Regions from separate parts of the Triticum aestivum genome. Here region 1 is linked to region 2. Evidence: chromatin contacts called from public Hi-C data. All regions are on one chromosome and are shown on one strand. Each heading gives the region's core, a stretch centred on a gene start, on an enhancer-like site or on the middle of the called end of the contact. The rest is flanking DNA. Distances are from core to core; before and after follow the strand shown. Region 1 holds the start of LOC123143438 (lon protease). Region 2 overlaps LOC123143437 (50S ribosomal protein L4).

Region 1 (3,669 bases), core at 698-3,197, 65 kb after region 2:
CCATCAACAGGACATTAAGAATGCCTTCCTTCATGGCGACTCACATGAGACGGTCTATTGTGCTCAACCTTCTGGCTTCATCGAGAACATGGTACATGGCTGCATATGCCGACGAAAACGATCTCATTCGGGTCTCTTTGGTTTATAGGAATAGAAAAGTTATGGAAAATGTCAAATCATGTAGAAAAAGTGATGTCATTTGGTTCGCATGATAGGATTTCAAGTTACAAAAAATGTCAAATCATATAGAAAAAGATATGTCATTTGGTTCGTAGGCTAGGATTTTTTTTCCAATTACATCCGAGCTAATGATTTTTCTTCCTTTGAAATGGGAAGAGCAGGAACCAATGCTATATAAGAATAAAAATCCACTCCTACAAACAAAAAGGATCTAAAGAAAAAATTTCTATAAGAATCTTATCTCATGAAATTCTTATACTATGGCGTATCAAATGAGGCGTCTAAGTTTAGGGGGAATATTAATGGGAAGTGTCATCTTTCTACGAAAATGAGACTTGTTGGAGATGCTTTAACACATTTTGTGCCTGTGAATCAATCTATGGTTGGATGATTAGCAGGACAGTGATATCCTAGTCCATCTGAATTCAAGTTTTAGATTTGACATTGGTGCTTGCATTTTTCTGTATTTATTTTAGGTATTTTAGTGATGTGCATTTAGTGTGAGGAGATGTTTTCGTCGACTACAAAGACGTTTTGGCGACTTCGTCAATCTTAAAATGATGTGCCGGCTCAGTTTCCTGTAGATGTTCATAGGGGACATACGTGCATTCATATGATGAGTGTATATGCGTATGTATAAATATTTGCGTCTGTCCTACGATTTGTCTTTTCTTTTCAGATGGCAACTTTAGTCATAAAAAAGATGAGGACAAAATTACTTCATGCGACATGTGTAACACTTATCATTCGAGAAAAAAACATTTGGTGTCTTAGACTAGCCACAATGGGGAGTAACTTAGACTAGTAACATGCCTATGTTACTAGTCTATATTAGTACCTCTATAATGGTAAGTAACATATATGCGGTAACATGCAACACTTTATTTATTAGGCTATAAACTTATCTTGCCTTGATATGTGTGATGTTACTCATACTAACTAGCTATGTTACCACATGCCTTTCTTTCTTCATTTATTGTTTACCACATCATCTATTTTATCTAGATACATGTGATGTTATTATCTATGTTACTCTCACTATGGGTAATTTTGCGTGTCGATGCCTAGGAAGTGCCGTTCTGAATCTCCGGGAAGTTGCTGCCAGCAGAATCCCCAAAGCTGTTTCTTGTTAGTGCCACGCACACACGATGGCTAACAAGGATCAAGCGTGTGCGTGTGTGCGACAAGTGATGCCGCCTGGCTAATCTTATCTGAATCATGTCTCGACGAGGAGAGAAGTGCAAGACTCCACTCCGGTCCAGATCCCCCTCCTTATCCACAAGAGAAAGGCGTGCTAGCTAGCTGTACGATGGAAACAATGTGCGGCACACTGTTGTTCGCTTGCTGCTAGCTACCTACTTGAAGTTATGTATAACAAGCGTTGTCTGGTGCGTTGGGGTGCTACACGATAAAAAAATTGGTGATATGTGCACTTTGGCAGAATCAATTCAATCATCTCAGGCTGAGTACTACCTTCGTTTCATAATGTAGTACATATATTTTTTGTTAAAAGTTAAATTTTACAAAATTTAATCAAGTTTATAGAAAAAACAATTTGTGTATATAATACTGAAAATACAAATTTAAAACTATATCTTATGATAAATCTAATGATACATGTTTGGCACTTTAAATTTAATATCTTTTCTTCACAAACTTGATCTAAGATTTGACTTTTCAAAAAATCTGTATGTACTGTATTATGAAATCGTGGGAGTATAACAATTCGACTAGGCGGCAGCGGTAGGTGCGGCGTGGGGGCCACCACCCAAAGATTGGTTGGATCCGATAAACATATTGAGTTGATATAAGTGCCAGGCTCTATCACTCTATCCTCTTCCCCCCTCTGCCGGCCGCCCCCCCTATCCTCTCCGAGCTGAGTCCGATCTGCTGCTCTGCTCCTCCTGAAAACAGACCAAACAAGGTAAACGGCGGCGCTGCATCCCTTCCTCTTCCTGCATGTTGATCGCTTTCTTCTCCGCCTGTACGGCTTGTTTTTCCTCCCCTTTGTTGGCTGTGATATGAAGATATGATCCGGCGGCTTTTCCTCGTCTTATCCATCCCCCATGGTGTTCCTCCTCAGCTAGATCATCTGGTCAAACTGGTGCCACGAACTGCGTCTCTGAAAGCCAGGGTTTATATTAGTTCTTTCTTTCTTCGTTTATCTTCTGTTAGGAAATACAGTACTACTAGGGGGCACTTTCACAGACTCTGTTCCATCACAAGCTGGTCTAGAACTCTAGTTACAGGCTTACAGCTGCCGGGATCATGAGCATAAACTTTGTTTCAGATGATTGGTATTTGTACAATTGTACTCTCTAGTGAGTGATGTTCTTTGGAGACAGTAGAAGCTTTTATCCAACTCACCAGTAACTGATACAGAGCCTTTTCACTACAATTATGGGAGTGTTAATGCCTTTTCAGGAAAGTGTTAACATCTTTCTCAGCGTGTCGATTTAATATTTGTTTACCTGTTGCACGTGTTTAATATCTGAAATTGAATTCCGTTACTTGTTGATGTTTGAAGGTTGCTCAGTAACCATATAACTGGGTACAAGGCACTCGTGTTGCAGCCAGAGGGTTACTGAACACATCACTTTCTTTGTCTTTGGATATATCTTAACAGGCTCATCACTGAAAGAGGACTTCAAGTACATGGCCTTTAAGACTCTGCAAGCTCCACCCAGTTTAGCAAGGCCAGACAGTTGCAGCTTCAGTCCCTCCAACTCCAAGTCTTACTTTTATCAGCCAAAACCTCACTCAAGACCGCAAGCAAGAATCGCCACCAAGAATCGCCTTCAGAGTTCACCAGTCCTGAAATGCAGAGCCAATCCGCATGGCAGCGTCGACGAGGTTGGCCAGTCCCATCAGGATCATCAGACTACTGAGATCCCCATACTCCTGTACCAATCGGTCGTTTTCCCTGGCCAGACGCTGCAGCTGCAGACGGTTGAGTTCAGATACCGCATCATGATGCAGACACTCCTACTCCAGGAAGGTCACAGCTTTGGTATCATCTACTCCAGCAGGAAAGATAGTAGGATGGCCGATGTTGGATGCATGGTCCATATCGTTCAGTGCGATAAGCTCGTCGATGACCGCTTCTTCCTGACGTGCGTCGGCGGTGACCGGTTCCGTGTCCTGGAGGTCGTCAGAACAAAGCCCTATGTCATCGCAAGAGTCCAGGTACTGAAAGACAGAGACTCACCTGATTCAAGTAACCTGGGGTGCCTGATGCAGCAGGTGGAAGGGCACCTGAAGGACGTGACAATGCTTTCAGACAAGCTCAGCTGGAAACTAATGGGAGACAAGGCTAGGCAGCTCAGCAGGATGCATTCTCCGGAGTCTTTCTCCTTGGTCGTCGCTCGGTTGTTTGTCGAAGATCGTTCAGAGCAGCAATGGTTGCTCGGGTTAGATGACACAGCACAGCGATTGGTGAGAGAACGAATGTATCTTCAACAGAGGAGCAAGTACCTGGCAGCCGTAGTG
Region 2 (3,680 bases), core at 1,137-3,636:
GAGGACTTAGAAGTCCCTAGCCACAAGACGAAAAACATTGTGCAGTACATAAAGCAGATGGACGATACGAAGAAGATTTTGTTGGTGGATGGAGGGGACATTGATAAGAAGTTAAAGCTGGCTACTCAAAATCTTCACTACGTGAATGTCATTCCTTCGATTGTAAGTGTCTGGGTACCTCAGCAGCTTAACAATGACGAATAGTCCCATTGTAGTTTTCCCAGCAGATGTTTTGACCCAAGAAGATCGCGCTGATGTTTCACATCCTCAAATGCAGGGCCTCAATGTCTACAGCATCCTGCAGCATGACACCCTCGTGATGACTCGGGATGCCATCAACAGAATCGTTGAGCGGATGCACACCCCCATCAGCCGCTAGCAAGCAGGGCTTCAAAGAACCTTGCTATACATACTGCACCTTTAATCCGATTTTGGTACAACAGCTTTGATCAAGCTGCTCGTGAGTAGGCCAAAGTGCAGCCCAACCCTTTGATTTTCTGTTTGTATGGAAATCGTAGCACTAACTGTCGGTATGTGTAGTGGTTCCGGGCTTCAAATCCCAGTGTTTTTGTTGCAGACGTGATTTAATCCCCTATAAGCTCCCAGGCTCCCAGTTCACCCTGTGCTGGTGGAAGCAGGTGCATTTTTCTACTTGTCAAGATGCTACATTTATTATATCAGCTAGTTGCTGCGACAACCTGAAATTCTGCTGAATGTAATGTGTCGAAGTAGGGAACCAATGGGTTGTACTGATGCATGCCCACCCTAGGTTATTCAACAAAACTTTTTTGTTTGGAAAACAGGAGATTTTATTCCTGTGATTCACAATCAATTGATCGCTATTTCCTTCCTTCAAAAACATTGATCGCTATTGACGGATTCTCTTTCCGCCAATTTATCATACCGTCTGATTGACGGATGAATGAAGTTGTGAAGTCAGGCTGCCGATTATAGCTTGGCTGGGAGGTAGTGCGGGAGATGAAGATGAACAACGACGATGCAATCCTGGCTGTTGTATTGTGATTTGACGGCAAAAAAATGACTAATGTTTTTTATTAGTATACTTCCTTCGTTCCATATTAGTTGTCGCTAAAATGAAAGTATTAAGACGTATTTTAATGCTACACATATATCCGTTTAAGACAACTAATACCAGACGGATAAAGTAATAAACTTATGAAGAGGTGGTCCTTGTTAACTTGTCCCCCAAGGCCTGCGTGCCTAACTTTCAGGGGCGTTCGGTTCTGTTAGAATTAATTACAATTTGTAATTAAGAGAAAATCTCCCCTTGCCCAAACTGTTGTGCGGTTTGTCTCGCATAGACGCCTTCTCGCTCGTGTCTCTTCAGATGGTATAAGTAGCGCCTGTAACCATCAATCAAGATAGAGATTTCACTTTCGATCTCGAACACGTTATCACGCACGTAGAACAACCAGCGAAGAGCAAAAAGAGAGAAGAAAGGGAGGGAAAGAGCACTCGCCGCCGGTGAGATGCCGAGCCTCGTCTCCTTCTTCCTCCGTCTGATCCACGAGGATGGCCGACGCTACGGTCGCCGTTTCCATGGACTGGGTAGACTCCGGCGGTTCCGTCGCCAGGCTATCCGTCGTGCCGCTGGACGCGACCATCGTGGCGCTAGGAGAGGCGCCCGTGGTGCTCACCACGCCCGGGACAGGGTCGCCACGCCACAGGACACACCCACAGCGGTGCTCCTCGCGCCCATGGCCATGCGCCCATGGGGCTCGACCCTCGGATGGTGGCCGGCCCGAGCACCCCGATGATGAACGGGGCCGCCGCTGCGCCTGGATCGCCCCCCTGATCTCCGCCTCCACCTCCTCCACTGGCCCCTTGGCTCCCGCCCTCGACGCCGACGCCCGCCGGCGAGGCTGTTGGCCCGAGCCGTGGCCCTCCTGGCTACGCACCCGTCCCGATGCGCGCCACTGTGGACGAAGAGGCCGCGCTTGGCTTCGTGTCAGCGCCCACCGGCGCCTCCGGCGTCATCCACCTCGGAGTAGGGATGGAAGGTGTCGGCGTCAACCCCCCACCACCACTAGAGGCTACTGCGGGCCCGAGCATTCGCGCGGAGTAGCGCTTCGCCCGCCTCTTCGGGCGCGCTGTCGCGGCTCTCGACCGCTGCCCCAGCCGCCGCCCAGGCTCATGGGCTCCGGCGAACCTCGGCTTCGCCACCACTCCGCTGCGCCAGGCCTCCACCATCGCCGTCTTCTCTTCGGATGAGGAGGGCTCAACGGCGACGAGCCGGTGACCACCAGAGGCCGATGGGATGCGGCGGCAGCCGCTTCCCCCGCTGGTAGCGACGTGTCGGAGGAGGGGATCGAGTGGTGGTGCGGGCGTCGGATTATCCGATCCCTATCCGTAACCGCCCTCTCCCCCCTCTGCCTTATGCGGTGCGGCGGCGGTTGGGCCGTCCAAAGGCCGTGCAGGCCCAGGCCCAGGCGCCTGCGGGTCCCCTGGCTGCCTTTCTGTTGGCCGTGGACTTCATTTTTTTCTCTGTTCTTATTAGTCTAGTACTGATTATTGTATTAGTGCAGTTTTAGACTATGTTTAGTACTGTTTAGTACCTAGTTTGACCGCTACTTACATTTAGTCCAGTTCTAGATTTACTCTAGTTTAGGATTTGTGTAATTATTGGTGTGTTTATATTATGCAATGGCTTGATAATATAAATAAAGTATCGAATTTCATTCGGGAAGAATGACATGTTCCATGTGTTTACCACATCTCATTTTTATAGAACATGTTTTTGCGATTGAGACATTCTCTCGCATATCAAACTTGCAAATGTTTGAATGTTTCTCCCTCATCTCATTTGGAATCACAAGGTAATGAGTTGTGATCTACTGCACACCTGCAGACTATCCTCTCTTACCGTGAGGTCTACGCTTTGGCAACCTGACAAGCGATTACCTTCAACGTGTATTCCTTATATCTAAATTGTAACATACACAAGGTAATGGCCATGCAGCCTATTACCGTGAGATCTAAGTGATCTTCAAAGTGTTATGTTCACACAATTGAGGTTGAGAATTTTTCAAGATTACACTTGAGTATCAAATTTTTGCATTCTTATTACAAAAGCATGATGGTTTTTAATTTACCACTCGTAAATTAATTATCTCTCGTTTTCCCATGTAGGCAAAGATGACTGCCAAAGAGTTTGAGGAGCTTGCCCTCAATGGCCACAATTATCCTACATGGGCTATGGACATCAAGATCAGTCTTGCATCCCGTGGGATAGCGCGTGCAATACAACCCACGGAGACTCCTCTCCCGGCTGGGGCCACGCCGCTGACAGAACAGCAAAACTATGCTGCTTTATTCATAATAAGGCACCATATTGATCCAGATCTCAAGTCAGAGTATTTACAGGAGGAATCTCCTAGTACTCTGTTTCTGGCCCTCAAAACGAGGTATGAACAGCAGAAGGCAGTAGTCCTGCCAGAAGCACTCCATGATTGGACTCATCTCCGTCTTCAGGATTTCAAGTCCATCGGTGAGTACAGTCATGATGTTCATAAGATATGTTCCAAACTGCGCTTTTGTGAGAAGGAACCTACTGAGGGGGAGAAGATAGAGAAAACTTTGTCTACTATGCTCCCTTCAGATAGGATCCTCCAACAGCAATACCGTGCTCGTAACTACACTGTCTATTCCGAGCTTATTCA

The links. Hi-C and Micro-C count contacts between places; a contact is called where the count stands out from the background.
Region 1: a contact with region 2 is called in a Hi-C map of leaf, with 2.5 times the contacts expected there. The contact joins the promoter of LOC123143438 here to the enhancer-like site in region 2. A contact is called at or near these places in 2 of 5 Hi-C or Micro-C datasets (both in leaf).

Annotation. Positions count from the first base shown.
Region 1 is chr6D:47,206,805-47,210,473 of IWGSC CS RefSeq v2.1, forward strand. LOC123143438 (lon protease) reads left to right here and starts at 1,948. Exons shown (of 2, transcript XM_044562368.1): 1 at 1,948-2,104; 2 at 2,807-3,669. The coding sequence starts at 2,836.
Region 2 is chr6D:47,141,700-47,145,379 of IWGSC CS RefSeq v2.1, forward strand. It overlaps LOC123143437 (50S ribosomal protein L4), which reads left to right. Exons shown (of 7, transcript XM_044562366.1): 6 at 1-162; 7 at 278-861. The coding sequence ends at 379. Among protein-coding and RNA genes, the nearest start is that of LOC123143437, 5.8 kb to the left of the region's middle. Within about 2 kb of position 2,387, at least 8 of the 8 cell types and tissues checked have an H3K27ac peak or open chromatin away from gene starts, as enhancers often do. A contact at or near this core is called in leaf, where this site is marked.